Linked DNA regions of Mus musculus: regions 2 and 3 are each linked to region 1. The links are chromatin contacts, called in public Hi-C maps. All regions are on one chromosome and are shown on one strand. Each heading gives the region's core, a stretch centred on a gene start, on an enhancer-like site or on the middle of the called end of the contact. The rest is flanking DNA. Distances are from core to core; before and after follow the strand shown. Region 1 holds the start of Elfn1 (leucine rich repeat and fibronectin type III, extracellular 1). Region 2 has its middle 25 kb from the start of Gm38727. Region 3 overlaps Elfn1 (leucine rich repeat and fibronectin type III, extracellular 1).

Region 1 (4,292 bases), core at 1,397-3,896:
CCGGGAGTCCCTTGGGGCCGCCCCTCCCCCGAGCCGGACAGATCGGGCCGTTTGCTTGTAAGCCATTAATTCTATCACAGAGACGCCGGCGCCGCCACGCGAGGACATCTGTCAGGGACCCATCACTGTGTTCCACGCCCCCTGCTCTCCCCAGACCCAGAGAAGCGGAAAAGATGCGCCACCTCAGCTCTCCACACTCTGAGGTTGCTGAAGCGGGCTCGGAAGCAAAGAACCCGAAGGGGGCGGGGCCCCAGCACCCTTGGGACAAAGATTCTCCCAGCTGTTCGGAGAGTGGCTTCTGCAACCTTCTATCCCAGACAGGAAGAAGTGCCCAACTCCCCCTGTTCCCCAAATACTAGTGACCACTCAGACTCTGACCTGAGCCTTGGGGTGAGGTGGAGAGAGGGCACGGAATCCTCCAGATACCTCAGGGTGTAGGAAGGAGACACTGGGGGGTGGGGCAAGAAGACACTGGCTTCTTCCCTCACAGGGAACAGAGCACTTCACCTCCAAACCCTTCTGGGATCTTCGCAAGCTCTCCATAGAGAGAGCTTGTCTGCTCACCACAGCCCCTAGGCAGCTGCTGGTGAATGTGTCATGCGTGGGCGATGGGTCGCAAGGACTCGAAACTGGCTGGGGATGATCCCGTTCATGCCTAGCAGGCTGGCCCGGGAGATTTCACTCCCATCCCCTTGTGTGTATGGGGGTGGGATGGGGGTGCAGAAAGGATGTTTGGATGTTGAGACATCGACCTGGGCTCATGACCCCAGGTAGTCACAGTTCAGAGCAGGCTTATCTGGGAAGAGAAAAAGTTAGGGGAGTGGGAGGTGACACCTCAAAGTCTGAGGGGAATGAGTAGAAGAAAAGGGGAGGGCAGGCGACGGAATGGGACCCATGAAAACTGAGGAGGGTCAGTCTCTGGCTGGGGTCTGGAAGCACCTCGCAGCCAGTGGTTTTCCCAGTCCCTACAGGCTCTTGTCAAAGGCGCCTGTTAATAACTAGAAGCCAGTTCCTTCCAGGGAGCTGGACAGAGCCCCGGCACCCGGCTGGGGTGGGGGTGCGGGTCTTACATTACCCTCCCCACGGCTCCAGCGCCTGGAGACCAGTGTGCAGAACGAAGGCGAGGTCCCACCACCCACTTTTTCTCCTCTTTGAACTACGAGTGGAGGTATTCGGACTGGGGGGGGGCAGCTTCTGGGCCAACTTGGGGCACTAAGGCCGTCCCATGCACCCTACAGCAGACCGACCCCACCACGGCCTAGGCAGCACGCTCAGCAAAGTTTCGGGTCCTCGGTGGTGCTTCCTAATCCGAGGTGGGGGCAGGGGACCCAAGCCCAGGCGCTCCGATCGGCGGAGTCGGGAGGGAAGTTTGTCCAGCCAGAGATCGGCGATCGAGAACTTCGGGTTTTGGGAAGGCGGCTGAGTGGAGGGCGCCCTGGAGCCTCAGACTAAACGCGCTGCATCTGAAACCCCCCGGGTGAAGAGGGGACTCGGTCCAGGTGCGGACGGCCAGGACACGGCGAGGGGGACTGAGGCGATAGGGGCAACCAGGGCTGCGGGAGCCGTTGGGGACTCCCGCGCCACCCGGGAAGCCGGCGAGAGCGTATCCTTCCTGCCCCTCCCCCTCCAGGGGCGGGGACCTGTGGACCCCACGTCTGCGGCAGAGGGGACCACCACTCGCTGCACACCCCTTCCTACCTGAACGGGGTTGTGGCCCCCAGGGTTGAAGGCTCGATCACCGGCTAGCAGAGCACGCGCGCCGAAGTCCCCGGAGCGCCGCGGTGGCGGTGGCGGCGGCGGCGGCGGCTGCCCCTGCTTCCTCCTCCTCTTCCTCCTCGGGGTTCTTGCTGGCTCCAGACAGACCTCCTCCCCCTCCCGCGTTGCCCGCCCCTCCCGGAGCCCGCCGGGCTTGAGGATCGGCCTCTCGCCGGGAGCGGAGAGGAGCCTGCGGGAGCCGGGCTGCGGCGCTCACTGCGTCAAGAGCCGGGGACCGCGCGATCGGAGCAGCCCCGGACCGGCCGGGCAGGCGGGGCGGCCGCGGCGCCGGCGACGCCGAAGGGGCCGGGCGGCTCCGGCTCTCGAGCTCGGGAGCGGGCGCGGCGGCAGCGGCCGCGGCGACGCGAGGCGGTGGTTCATTTTGTGAGCGCGAGGCAGGTCGGACGTGGGAGCCGCGCGGGGAGGGGACCGGAGCAGGGGCGGGGGCCGCTGCACGTCCATAGGTTGCCCCGGGAGGGGATCAAGGCTCCCTGAGGGGAAGTTGGCTGGAGCCGGGGGGACATCTCAGGACGCCGCAACACAGCCTCGCCTCCTTTTCCTGGCTTTGCCTGCGTCCCCTGCCCGCGTCCCAGGCCACTGAGCTAAGAGCCGTGGAGCCCAAGTCCCCGAGTGTCATGGGGTTGGGACCCTTCGTGGCGATGGGAGGTGGGTACGAGAGGCAGAGATGTGCACGCGCGTACAGTCACGCCTGTGCACACACACGCACCCGCAGGAAGCCATGTAGAAGTTGACCCCGAAGTCAGACCCTATGTAAGCGCGCGTGTCACAGCTCCACCCGCAGGGACGATTGTTTCACGGGGCGGGCGGCGGGGAGGGGAGAATCAGAGATGGTACAAGGTTGTCAGGCCCTCCGAGATGCAACATTCTCTCTTCCCACCAGGGACTTGCTCTCTCCTAAGGTCACCGACCCCCTTCACAGTCCCTCCTCTCTGCATTGTATGTCACCACCCCCTTGGGCTGAGAGGCCGGGAGGCGTGAGATCAGCCTGGCACCTTCCCATTCCCGGAAGGTTCCGAGTAGTGGATTCCCCTCCCACTAGCCTCTGTGTGTGTGGGGGGGGGGAGTTAATGTGTGCTTTCCGGGGATCCAAGTCATCCCTCTGGGGCTGTCCACCCTCCCACCCACCCCCACCCCCCACCCCCATGGTTCCAGGAACACTGACTGAGCCCGCTGGTATCCCATTCCCTACCGCGCCCCTTCCCCAGGCGGTAGCTTTGGCCTTGGGTTGAAAATCAAAATCAAGTTCAAGAGCGCCCTCGCCGGGCTAAGGCCTTGCGCACAGCTTTCGAGCCTCCGTGCGCTTGCGGAGCTGAAGGACCCCCCTTTGGGCAGAGTGGGTGCAACCCTTTTTGGACGCCTCCTCCGAGCTGGAGCACTCTCAAGAGCCAGGCTTCGGGACACAATGCCAACGAAGGGGACTGGAGCCGCAGAGTGCAGCCAAGTATACATAGTAAGGGGCGAGGAGAGGCTGGGGGCGGGGACTTGTCCCTTGGGTTGCCAGACCACCAGGGACCAGCATGGGAATAGCCTGAACCTTGGAGTAGCGCGGCCAGAGGACCAGGAGCTTCCCGAGCTCGGGTCCTGTGGCCTGTCCTGCGACTCGACTAGATCCAGCCTGCAGCACCGGCAGGCAGCCCACACTTGGCCGATCCTAGGCTTTCCCCAGCCCCATTTTTCCTTTGGAACCCTGAGGAGTGAGATTCCAGTTAGGGACTGAGGGTAGAGGAGGCTCTATCGTCTTTCCGGTGGATTCTTAGACACAGAGCATGGTGGTCAAGGACAGAGCTGTGGGTCTACCCTTGCTCAGACCTCAAGAGAATCCAGCCGGGACTGAAGGCTCCAAAGCCTGCTTTTAGGGTAGCTTTTGCCGGGCCCTTCAAAAAAACAAAAAACAAAAAACAAGCCAGGCACCCCTCAAGCTGGGAAGGCCACAAGCTAACCCCTGGCCAGAGCCACGGGGATGAGGCCAGAGCTTTCTCCTGGTTCTCTCATCTCCCGCCCCGCCCCCATTCCTCCCTTCCTCTCCCATTCTCCTGAGCCATGTCACTAGCAGGCATGTGTACATGACCCAGGGTGGACACTATGTATGTTGCACCCACACGTTTGCAGAGCAGGTTCACACCTAACGGGCACACCCCATAATTCACCCCTTAGCCCACCCTCATGAAGAACATGAAGTTCTGGCAGAAGTTCACACACATCTTTGCCGACGCCCACGCCTCCCCCCTCCCCACAACCAGGAACCTTACCAAGAAGTTATAGAGTAGGGCTTCAGTCGCCAAGGCACCCCAGCCTGCTCCAGGGTTGCACAAACCCCCGGTCCATACCTGGGTTTCTGTAGTGGTGTGCGACTGCAAACATCATTCCAGAAAGGCAAAGATGTCTATCCTGGGGTCTATCTGACAGGGTCCCAACAAAGAGAAGAAAGCCCTCCCTCTCTTTTACCTCTTTGCCACCTCCTCCCCCTTTTCTCTTTTACATCTGCCTCCCCTCTCCCTCCTCCTCTTGTCTTCTTA
Region 2 (4,339 bases), core at 1,662-4,161, 47 kb after region 1:
ACCCATAACCTGTATATATAAAAAGCCAGGCCCAGCAGTACTCATGCCTATAATCCCAGCACTGGGGGTGTGGAGACAGAGATCCCCGGGGCTCACTGCTAGCCAGCCCAGATGAACCAGTGATGGGTGAGATCCATGTTCAGTGAGGGACTCTGTCCTGAAATATAAGGTGAAGGAATAATGAAGACTCCTAACATTGGCCTCTAGTCTACACACATATATGCACATGTGTGACAGACACATACACATATATACACCACATACACAAATACAGAAAGACATATGTACACACATGCCACATGCAACACACATATACATAACACATATATACTATATATATACACATGCCACATATACTACACCTATGCAATATATCCATACATATCATACACATCACATGCAACACACATGTCACACATATGTAGCATGTAATAACACACACGGAGAATCTTTGCCCCCTTCTACAATGGGAGATCCTGGCTAGAAGACACCATTTATGAAGCAGGACACCACCCTCACCAGACACTAAGTTCACTTAGCATGGTGGCTATGAACTTCTACCCCACAGAAGTGTGAGAAACCACAGTCTCCCATGGATAAATTTTCCTGTTTGCAGGTTTTTGTTACAGGGGCCCAAGTGGACAGATGCCCCTCCACCACAATTAGAGCACAGTGGGACCTTAGCTTCAGAGTTCCCAGCTACATTGGGACGCCCTTTGTTTCTGGCTTCCTGGCATGAGCTGTCTGTCTAGGAATGGGGCGGTGCCTGGCACATAGCCCAGGCTGAGGAATACTGGATAGAAAGCAACTAACCACCAAGTTCGTTCTTTCATTCGTTTTTGTTTGTTTGTTTTTTGTTTTTTGAAACAGAATCTCATGTAACCCAGTTTGCCTTGGTGTGTGTGTTGTATGTATGTATGTATGTATGTATGTATGTAACATATATGCGCCAATTGTATGTGATGTGTATGTTGTAAGAATGTAGAATGTGTATGTCAGGTGTGTTGTATATGTATTATGTGTGTGTTTTCTGTACATAGCATGTGTATGTATGAGAGCTATTTATTCTATTTATTTTTATGTAGTATGTGTGTACATATGTGTATGCATCTGTATGTGATATGTGTATGTGTATGTGCTTTATGTATGTGGCATGTGTGTTATATGTGTGTGGTATATATATATATATGTTGTGTATGTGCATATGTATATGGGGTGTGTGTGTGTGTGTGTGTGTGTGTGAGAGAGAGAGAGAGAGAGAGAGAGAGAGAGAGAGAGAGAGAGAGTTATGTATGTGTGGAGCCAGAGGACAATCTCCGGCACTGTTCCTCAAGCAAGATGTACCATTTCTTTCAAAACAGGGTGTCCACTGCCTTGAAACTCACTGATTCTGCTAGATGAGTTTCAGTGGTTTCTCCTGTGTCTGCCTCCCCATCCCTGGGTCACAACTATGCATGACCACTATAGCCCACGTCTTACACGAGTTCTGTGGGTGGAGCTCGGTCCTTGTGCTTATATGGCAAACACCTCATGGACTGAGTCATGTCTGCAGCCCCCAGATCTCACTACATGTTTTGGGACAGTCTCAGACCAAGCTCCTTCAGCCCCTGCCTCCCTGGAGTGTGGTTCCCGGCACTGGCCACCATCTTGGCTCCTGTCTCTAAGTGCTCAGATCTGTCACTTGTGACTCCACTGAGCACCCAGCCATCCACCAACCACAGAACTTTCCAGGCTGGTTTTTCCAGTGGAAGCAAGACCTTCCCCAGGTAACCTGAAGCTCTGAGCTCTGAAGGGCCCTGTCTCTGCAGCTTTCACCCCATCCCCAAAGAAGTTGTTCCTAATGGAACTGCGTGTGCTAAGAGTCACAGGTATGGGCTGGTGAGATGGCTTAGTGGCTAAGAGCACCCGACTGCTCTTCCAAAGGTCCAGAGTTCAAATCCCAGCAACCACATGGTGGCTCACAACCATCCGTAACAAGATCTGACTCCCTCTTCTGGTGTGTCTGAAGACAGCTACAATGTACTTACATATAATAATAAATAAATCTTTAAAAAAAAAAAAAAGAGTCACAGGTATGCAGTGAAGCCATCATGTGTCCCAGGCCCCTGGTATGTGCAGTTCTCCAGGAAACTCCTTCTTACCTCAGCAAGTCTAACTGGGCACCGTTTTCCTTCTAGGACCTGTGACAGCAGGGTACTTTCACAGTCTTTGCTGTTGAAGAATTAGAGCGTCTCTTGAGGAATATGTATGATGGTATATTCCTGTAATCTCGACACTGGGAAAAGCTGAGCCAGAAGGATGCCATGAGTTCAGGGCCAGCTTGGGCTAAAACACAATAGATTCAAGTCCAACCTGTCTCAAAAAGGCAAAACAAACATCTAGATAGATAAGAAGCCACTTAGATTAGAGGTGTCCTCTACAGAGTCTTTCGGTGACACAATGGTCTTATCCTCCATGGTCCCCCGTTTCTCCTGCTATAAACTTGACCTGACTGCCAACCCTGGCATAGGGCATTCAGAACTGCCTCTCAGGGACCTCTCCCTAAGCTAGCCCATCCCACTCCAGGAGGAAGGTACCTCAAACCTGGGACCACACTGGAGACGCCAGAAGGCAGAGTGATGCCTGAATCCAGTTTCTCAGGCCAATTTAGTACAGCCCCAGCCTGGCTGGGCCACCCCGCCTCAGCAGTCCCCCTAGGCTGGCAATCGGCAGACGCGGTCAAGTGGATCTAAGGCGCCTCTAATTGGCTTCTTGACGATTTGGAAGCTAACGAAAGCTATGCTCGACTCATCTTTAATTGGCATGGGGCCGCTGGAGATGCCAGTGTGGGGAGAGCTGTGGGGCCTGGCTGACACCAGACTGTCATTAATGCTGCTGTGCTGCTCTGTGAAGACCCATCCTCCCGCTCTGTCCCTCCCGGAGCCCTGGGCTCAGCTACCCACTCCACCTCACCGCTAGGTCTCCTCAGCCAGCTCCATCCACTGCAACTCTCTGTGTGGGTGATGAGAGACCCAGACCTTGTATGCCCCACCCTGGAAAAAATGGTTCTGTTCGTGGATAAGGACTCCCCTCCTCCTCTCTTCCTTCCCACTTCCTCTTTTTCACTTCTTCCCCTCCTTTCCTTCCCCTCCTTTTCCCCTCCCTCCCTCCCTCTGTCATTAAAGCATTCACTTTTCCAGCTGGGACTCAGGCTCATTGGCAGGCAGCATTCTTTGTGTGGTCAGTCCTACAGGAAGACAAAGGTCTCCTGCTAGGGAGTGCGGAGCTGCCCACCACAAGCCCTGAAAGGCCAACTACATCAGCAGTTCTCAACCTGTGGCTCACAAGCCCTTTCACAGGGGGCACCTATCAGATATCCTGCATATCAGATATTTACCTTAGGATTCATAACAGTGGCAAAATTACAGTTATGAGGTAGCAAGGAAAATAATTTTATGGTTGGAAGTTACCGAAACATGAGAGACTATAAAGGGTGCCAACATCGGGAAGGTTAAGAACCACTGAGCTACATTGTCCAGAACCAAGGGACAACCCAGCCCAGGGATTCTTCCGGGAGCCCTTGTGTGTCCCTACAGTATGATCCAGAAACCCTGACACAGCCTCTAATTGTTCACATCACTTTTTTTTAAAAAATGTATATGAATACATTGTCGCTGTCTTCAGACACATCAGAAGAGGGCATCAGATCCCATTACAGATGGTTGTGAGCCACCATGTGGTTGCTGGGATTTGAACTCAGGACCTCTGGAAGAGCAGTCAGTGCTCTTAACCACTGAGCTATCTCTCCAGCCCCACATCGACATTGTTGCATACACACTTTTATGTGTGTTCACACGTTCATGTGTGTGCAGCTGGGTGTGTACAGGTGTAGAGTGAAGCCCAGAGGTCAACCTTGGATGTTGTTCCTCAGGAGCCATCCCTACTTGTTTAGTGTATGTCTCAGAGAGAGGTAGAGAGGAGGAGGGATGGGATATGCATGTGCCACGGTGTACATGTGAGACGTCAGAGGACAACCTCGTGGAACTGGCCCTCTCCTTCCATAAATATGCCATATATGCCATTGGGGGGATCAAACTCAGATCACTGGTATTAATTCCCAAACTCTTTTTCCCACTGACCCATTTCTCAGTGGATCAACATTGTTTTTAAGAAAATCCTTGTCATTGGCACCCAAGGCTCACAGATTTGGCTACACTAGATGTCCAGGGAACACCAGAGATCCACTTGTCTCTTCAGTGGGGGTCTTGCAAGTGTGGGCCACCATACCTGGCCTTTTAAGCCTATGATGAAGATCAAACCTGATCCCTACGCTGGATGGAGACACCTCTCCAGCCCCCTT
Region 3 (4,663 bases), core at 276-2,775, 57 kb before region 1:
ATGCATACACACACATACACACACAACCATGCACACACACACACATGCATACACACACATACGCACACAGGACCTCTTTAGCCCACGACACGGTGGGGATGACAGACTGAACTGTGTTTGTAATGTTGTCCCAACCCCACAGCCCTTCACTGATGATGAATTTCAGTGTGGTGTTCCAGGTTTTTAAACTTCTTATGGTCTGATTTGTATAATCATGGCGGACGAATAGGACTGATCACGTGTGTCTAAAAATATGGGCCCCATCTTCAATCATGGAGCCAGAAATGCAGCCAGGCCAGAGCTGGATCCGAGCCAAGTGGAGTGGACTTGCTTCCGCATCCTGCACCCCCAGGGGCAGCCCGGGCCGAGGGCCAGGGCGGGGACGCATAAAGATGGGTGGAAAGCTATCGATCGATAACTTTTCACTGTCCCAATGTTTTGCCAATAGATCATGTTTACTGCTAGTGCCCGCCTGCCTCTGCAGCAGGGCTCCAGCCAGAACTGTCCGGCAACGCTCTGCGGCAGAGCCCGCGGGCTATGATGGGCAGGCCTGGGAGGCTGAGGCTGCACGGACCCAGCCTGGCCAAGAGCAGACAGGGGCCAGCCTGCTCCCTTGCTCCTCTGCTCGGGTTGACGCGCTAAGGTTGGTCTGGCTAAGCTCTGACTGGGTGACCTTGGGAAACTTAATGACCCTCTCTGAGCTTCATTCACCTTCCCACTCTGTCAAGTGGAGATGAGCTTGGCCCTCCCTCCTGGGGTGATGATAAGGAAGCCTGCGCCTTGTTATTTAAGGTTTCTAGGACGTTTGTACAGGGCGTTTTCTCTGCTCTTTCTGGACAGTTTTCTAGACCCTCCTTAATCTAAGGAGGCAGTGGAGAGAGACCTTGTACAGCAGTGTGGGTGGAGAGATAGGAAAGGCCCAGGGACCACTCTAGCCCACAAAGGCTGCCTGGGCCTTGCCTATACACCCAGCATCCCTTCCCCCTTCCCCTGTCACCAGTTCAAGTTCAGCCTGGCCAGGAGTTAAAAATGGCTAAATCAGCAGTCTGGATCCTTGGGCTTGGTCACAGGGTCAGGTGGGGCACACCCTGTCCTCCGATTGGCCAGGGACTGGAGACAATATACTTGCCCATGCTATGCTCCTCCCTATGAGAGCTCAGAGATCACTAAGGAGGGTCAAGATGACAGGGAGACTGTCTAATGTCAGATGACCTTTCGGGAGAACCTCTGGTCTTGACCCATCTACTCAGAGCAGGAACACTCTGCAAACACATAGCCAGGACAGCTCCCTGCCCCATCTACATTTATTGAGCATCTACTGGATGCCAAAGCCATCCAGACAGAGGGTGGGGATGGAGGGAAGGGAGGAAGGGAGAGGGAGAAGGAGAAGCTCAGAGAGGGAAAGCCAGCCAGGAACCAGTGACCAGCAAAAGACTTCGGCAGGCAATTTGCAGATAAGTAGTCTCCTGACTCACTCCAAACTTCCACAGGGGACTGTGGAGCTGGAGCCAGATGCATAAGGCAGCCAACATCCCCCGAGAGGCCCCAGCCTGGAGATGCAGGGAGCAGAGCCTAGTTTGCGGTTTCCTTCCCAACTAGAGCTGGGGCCCCGATCACTCCCTGTGGCCCTCCCTTCCTCCCTCCCTTTGCTGCTCCAGGCTGCTCTGAAGTTAATTAGGGACCCAAACACTTAATGGTCTCTGAAGCTTCCACCGGGCATCTTTTTAAATTAAAAAAGATGATGTATTGCACCATTGGAGGGAGAAATCAGTCCGCAAAGGCTCCCTGTTCAAGCGCTGGCAGGCATCTTTGGAGGAGGGTGCCAGGCTGGTCCCTGAAGATGACAGACAGTGTGTGACCCTCTCCAGGAACTCTGCCACGGTCCCCATCATCAGACAGAGAGACTCATTTAAAAGCAACCATGGGCCTGGGTGTCCCATCACACCCCCCATAACTCTGGCAGCCAGGAGGTTCTATCTTTAGTCTGACCTGAATCTTTCCAGTTGTTTTGAGAGAAGGCTGGTTTGAGGTCTGCTGTTCTCTACTAGAGTTCTGCTGACCTCTGAGAGCCCCTGAGTTCCAGAAAGCCCCTTTCTGATTCTCCTGACCTCAAGAACTCTGATCCTATTTGGGGGCTTGCTATTGACCTGGTGGAAGGGCCAGGAATTATACTGTAGGAGGCTGGCTGGTACCCAAAGACAACGTGGGCCAGATCTCACTGTAGTCTACCACCCAGGCCTGGGTACAGACACAGTGACCATCCACAAGCTACTCACCAGGTCACGCTGACCCTTGTGCCCTCAGCCCCTTGGCAATTTTTCATGCACTAAAGATCTGGAGACCATGTCTGCTAAAGACAAGGGGAGATTTGAAGATATGGCAAAGGCTGACAAGGCTCGTTGTGAAAGAGAAATGAAAACCTACATCCCCCCCAAAAGGGAGACCAAAAAGAAGTTCAAGGACCCCAGTGCACCCAAGAGGCCTCTCTCAGCCTTCTTCTTGTTCTGTTCTGAGTACCGCCCCCAAATCAAAGGTGAGCATCCTGGCTTATCCATCGGTGATGTTGCAAAGAAACTAGGAGAGATGTGGAACAACACTGCATCGGATGACAAGCAGCCCTGTGAGAAGAAGGCTGCCAAGCTGAAGGAGAAGTACGAGAAGGATATTGCTGCCTACAGAGCTAAAGGAAAACCTGATGCAGCGAAAAAGGGGGTGGTCAAGGCTGAAAAGAGCAAGAAAAGGAAGAGGAAGATGAGGAGGAGGAAGAGGAAGAGGAGGAAGAAGAGGAAACGAAGATGAAGAAGAAGATGATGAATAAGTTGGTTCTAGCGCAGTTTTTTTCTTGTCTATAAAGCATTTAACCCCCCTGTACACAACTCACTCCTTTTAAAGAAAAAAGAAAAAGAAATGTAAGGCTGTGTAAGATTTGTTTCTAAACTGTACAGTGTCTTTTTTTTATATAGTTAACACACTGCTGAATGTGTCTTTAGATAGCCCTGTCCTGGTGGTATTTTCAATAGCCACTAACCTTGCCTGGTACAGTCTGGGGGTTGTGAATTGGCATGGAAATTTAAAGCAGGTTCTTGTTGGTGCACAGCACAAATTAGTTATCTATGGGGACCGTTTGGTTTTTGTTTTTGTTTTTCTTTTGGTTTTATTTTTGGGTTTTATTTTTTTCATCTTCAGTTGTCTCTGATGCAGCTTATACAAAGATAATTGTTGTTCTGTTAACTGAATACCACTCTGTAATTGCAAAAAAAAAAAAAATTGTGGCTGTTTTGTTGACATTCTGAGTAAATACGATATTTTTTATTTAAAAAAAAAAAAAAGATCTGGAAGCATCACTCTGAGCTGAGGTCGTAGATGAGCCTCTAGCCTTCAGATGTTACAGTTATCCGGGAACTAAAAGCCCACCCAAGGGATGCCGAGGAGAAGGACCAGCGGATAAGGTTCTTCTGTGCACGCGTGAGGACCCGAGTTCAATCCCCAGTTCCACATGAAAGCTAGACCTCACAGTGCATGCAATCCTGGTCCTGCAGAGGTGGAGACAGGGGGATCCTGGCACTGTGCTGCACAGTCTAGATGGATCAGAGTGCTCCAAATTCAGTGAGAGACCCTGTTTCAAAAAGGATGTGGGGGGGCTGGGGAGGGCACTAGATGCAGGCTCTGCAAACAACCACACCACACACACACACACACACACAGAGTTAATTAATGAGCAATTAGTCCCCAATATTACATTAATTAGGGAAATGAAGGAAAACACACAAAATCCATCCTGAGGGTATCAGAACTGAGACGTGTGTGGCAGGAACCGGTGTGTATCTGAGCCTCCAGCTGACCTCTGTGGGACACACCTCCACCAGATATGGGCCCATGACCTCTTCACAGAGTCCACAGCCCACTTCCTACACCATTCCCCTCATACCCACAGCTGCCCACACTCCGTTTGTCCTGAGAGCCATCACCACACTGTGAGTTCTGAGGAGGTGAATGGAAAGCTCTCCTCCTGCCTGGGGCTCACCCTGCTTCTGAGGGACGGAGTCTACGACTACAGCCACCACCAGAACGCCCTGTCTCCTCAGGAGCTCCCATAGCTACCAGGCATCTCACAGAGGCCACACCACTTCCACCCCAGCAGCACCAGGAAGCATGGGCGTTCAAACTGTCACCCCAGGAGCCTGAGGCAGGAGGATTGTGAGTTCACTGTCAGCAAAGCCAGCCCTGGCTCCCACAGGTCAGCAGAGCAGGGACAACAACTTGCCCTCCTAGAGGACACCGCCTCACACTTGCCTGGTTTCGTATCAATGTTCACGGATATCATATCAATGTTCACTGCACGTGGAATGTTTTCCTCTGTGTGGAAAAAGGATCAGAATTGGATCCCTCCTCCTCCTAAGTAGCAGCAAATGGCCCTGACAAGATGTATTGATTAATCTATTCCCTTAGGTTGATTTCTGATTCTCCAATCTTGCCCTCCCTCCCTCCCCTCCTCTCTCCCTCCCTCCCTCTTTCCCTTCCTTCCTCCACAGCCTTGTTCAGCTTCCAACCTTTTTCCAGGACTTTCCATAACATCACAGAGGATCCCAGTAGGGTTGGGAAGATGGCTTAGTCAGTATAGTGCTTACTGTGCAAGGAAGAGGCCCAAGTTTCACCTCCAGAA

The links. A called contact is a pair of places that touch in the nucleus more often than the background predicts.
Region 2: a Hi-C map of rod photoreceptor shows a contact between it and region 1, with 2.1 times the contacts expected there. The contact joins the enhancer-like site here to the promoter of Elfn1 in region 1. A contact is called at or near these places in 13 of 39 promoter capture datasets (the 3T3-L1 cell line, 3T3-L1-derived adipocytes, the C10 cell line and 9 more), 1 of 15 datasets of contacts at CTCF or cohesin (the NIH/3T3 cell line), 7 of 484 Hi-C or Micro-C datasets (embryonic stem cells, nephron progenitors, neural progenitor cells and 3 more), 4 of 115 datasets of contacts at active chromatin or transcription factors (double positive thymocytes and embryonic stem cells) and 1 of 9 other capture datasets (liver).
Region 3: a contact with region 1 is called in a Hi-C map of the N1E-115 cell line, with 4 times the contacts expected there. The contact joins the enhancer-like site here to the promoter of Elfn1 in region 1. A contact is called at or near these places in 8 of 39 promoter capture datasets (the 3T3-L1 cell line, the C10 cell line, HPC-7-derived erythroid cells and 5 more), 19 of 484 Hi-C or Micro-C datasets (CD4 T cells, the N1E-115 cell line, the Patski cell line and 10 more) and 9 of 115 datasets of contacts at active chromatin or transcription factors (embryonic limb bud, embryonic midbrain, embryonic stem cells and 4 more).

Annotation. Positions count from the first base shown.
Region 1 is chr5:139,906,220-139,910,511 of GRCm38.p6, reverse strand. It overlaps Elfn1 (leucine rich repeat and fibronectin type III, extracellular 1), which reads right to left and starts at 2,646. Exons shown (of 2, transcript NM_001384186.1): 1 at 1,699-2,646.
Region 2 is chr5:139,859,358-139,863,696 of GRCm38.p6, reverse strand. No RefSeq gene overlaps it. Among named protein-coding and RNA genes, the nearest start is that of Gm38727, 25 kb to the right of the region's middle. Within about 2 kb of position 2,911, at least 14 of the 459 cell types and tissues checked have an H3K27ac peak or open chromatin away from gene starts, as enhancers often do. A contact at or near this core is called in rod photoreceptor, where this site is marked.
Region 3 is chr5:139,961,448-139,966,110 of GRCm38.p6, reverse strand. All of the region lies in intron 1 of Elfn1 (leucine rich repeat and fibronectin type III, extracellular 1), which reads right to left. Among named protein-coding and RNA genes, the nearest start is that of Elfn1, 56 kb to the right of the region's middle. Within about 2 kb of position 1,525, at least 19 of the 459 cell types and tissues checked have an H3K27ac peak or open chromatin away from gene starts, as enhancers often do. A contact at or near this core is called in the N1E-115 cell line and rod photoreceptor, where this site is marked.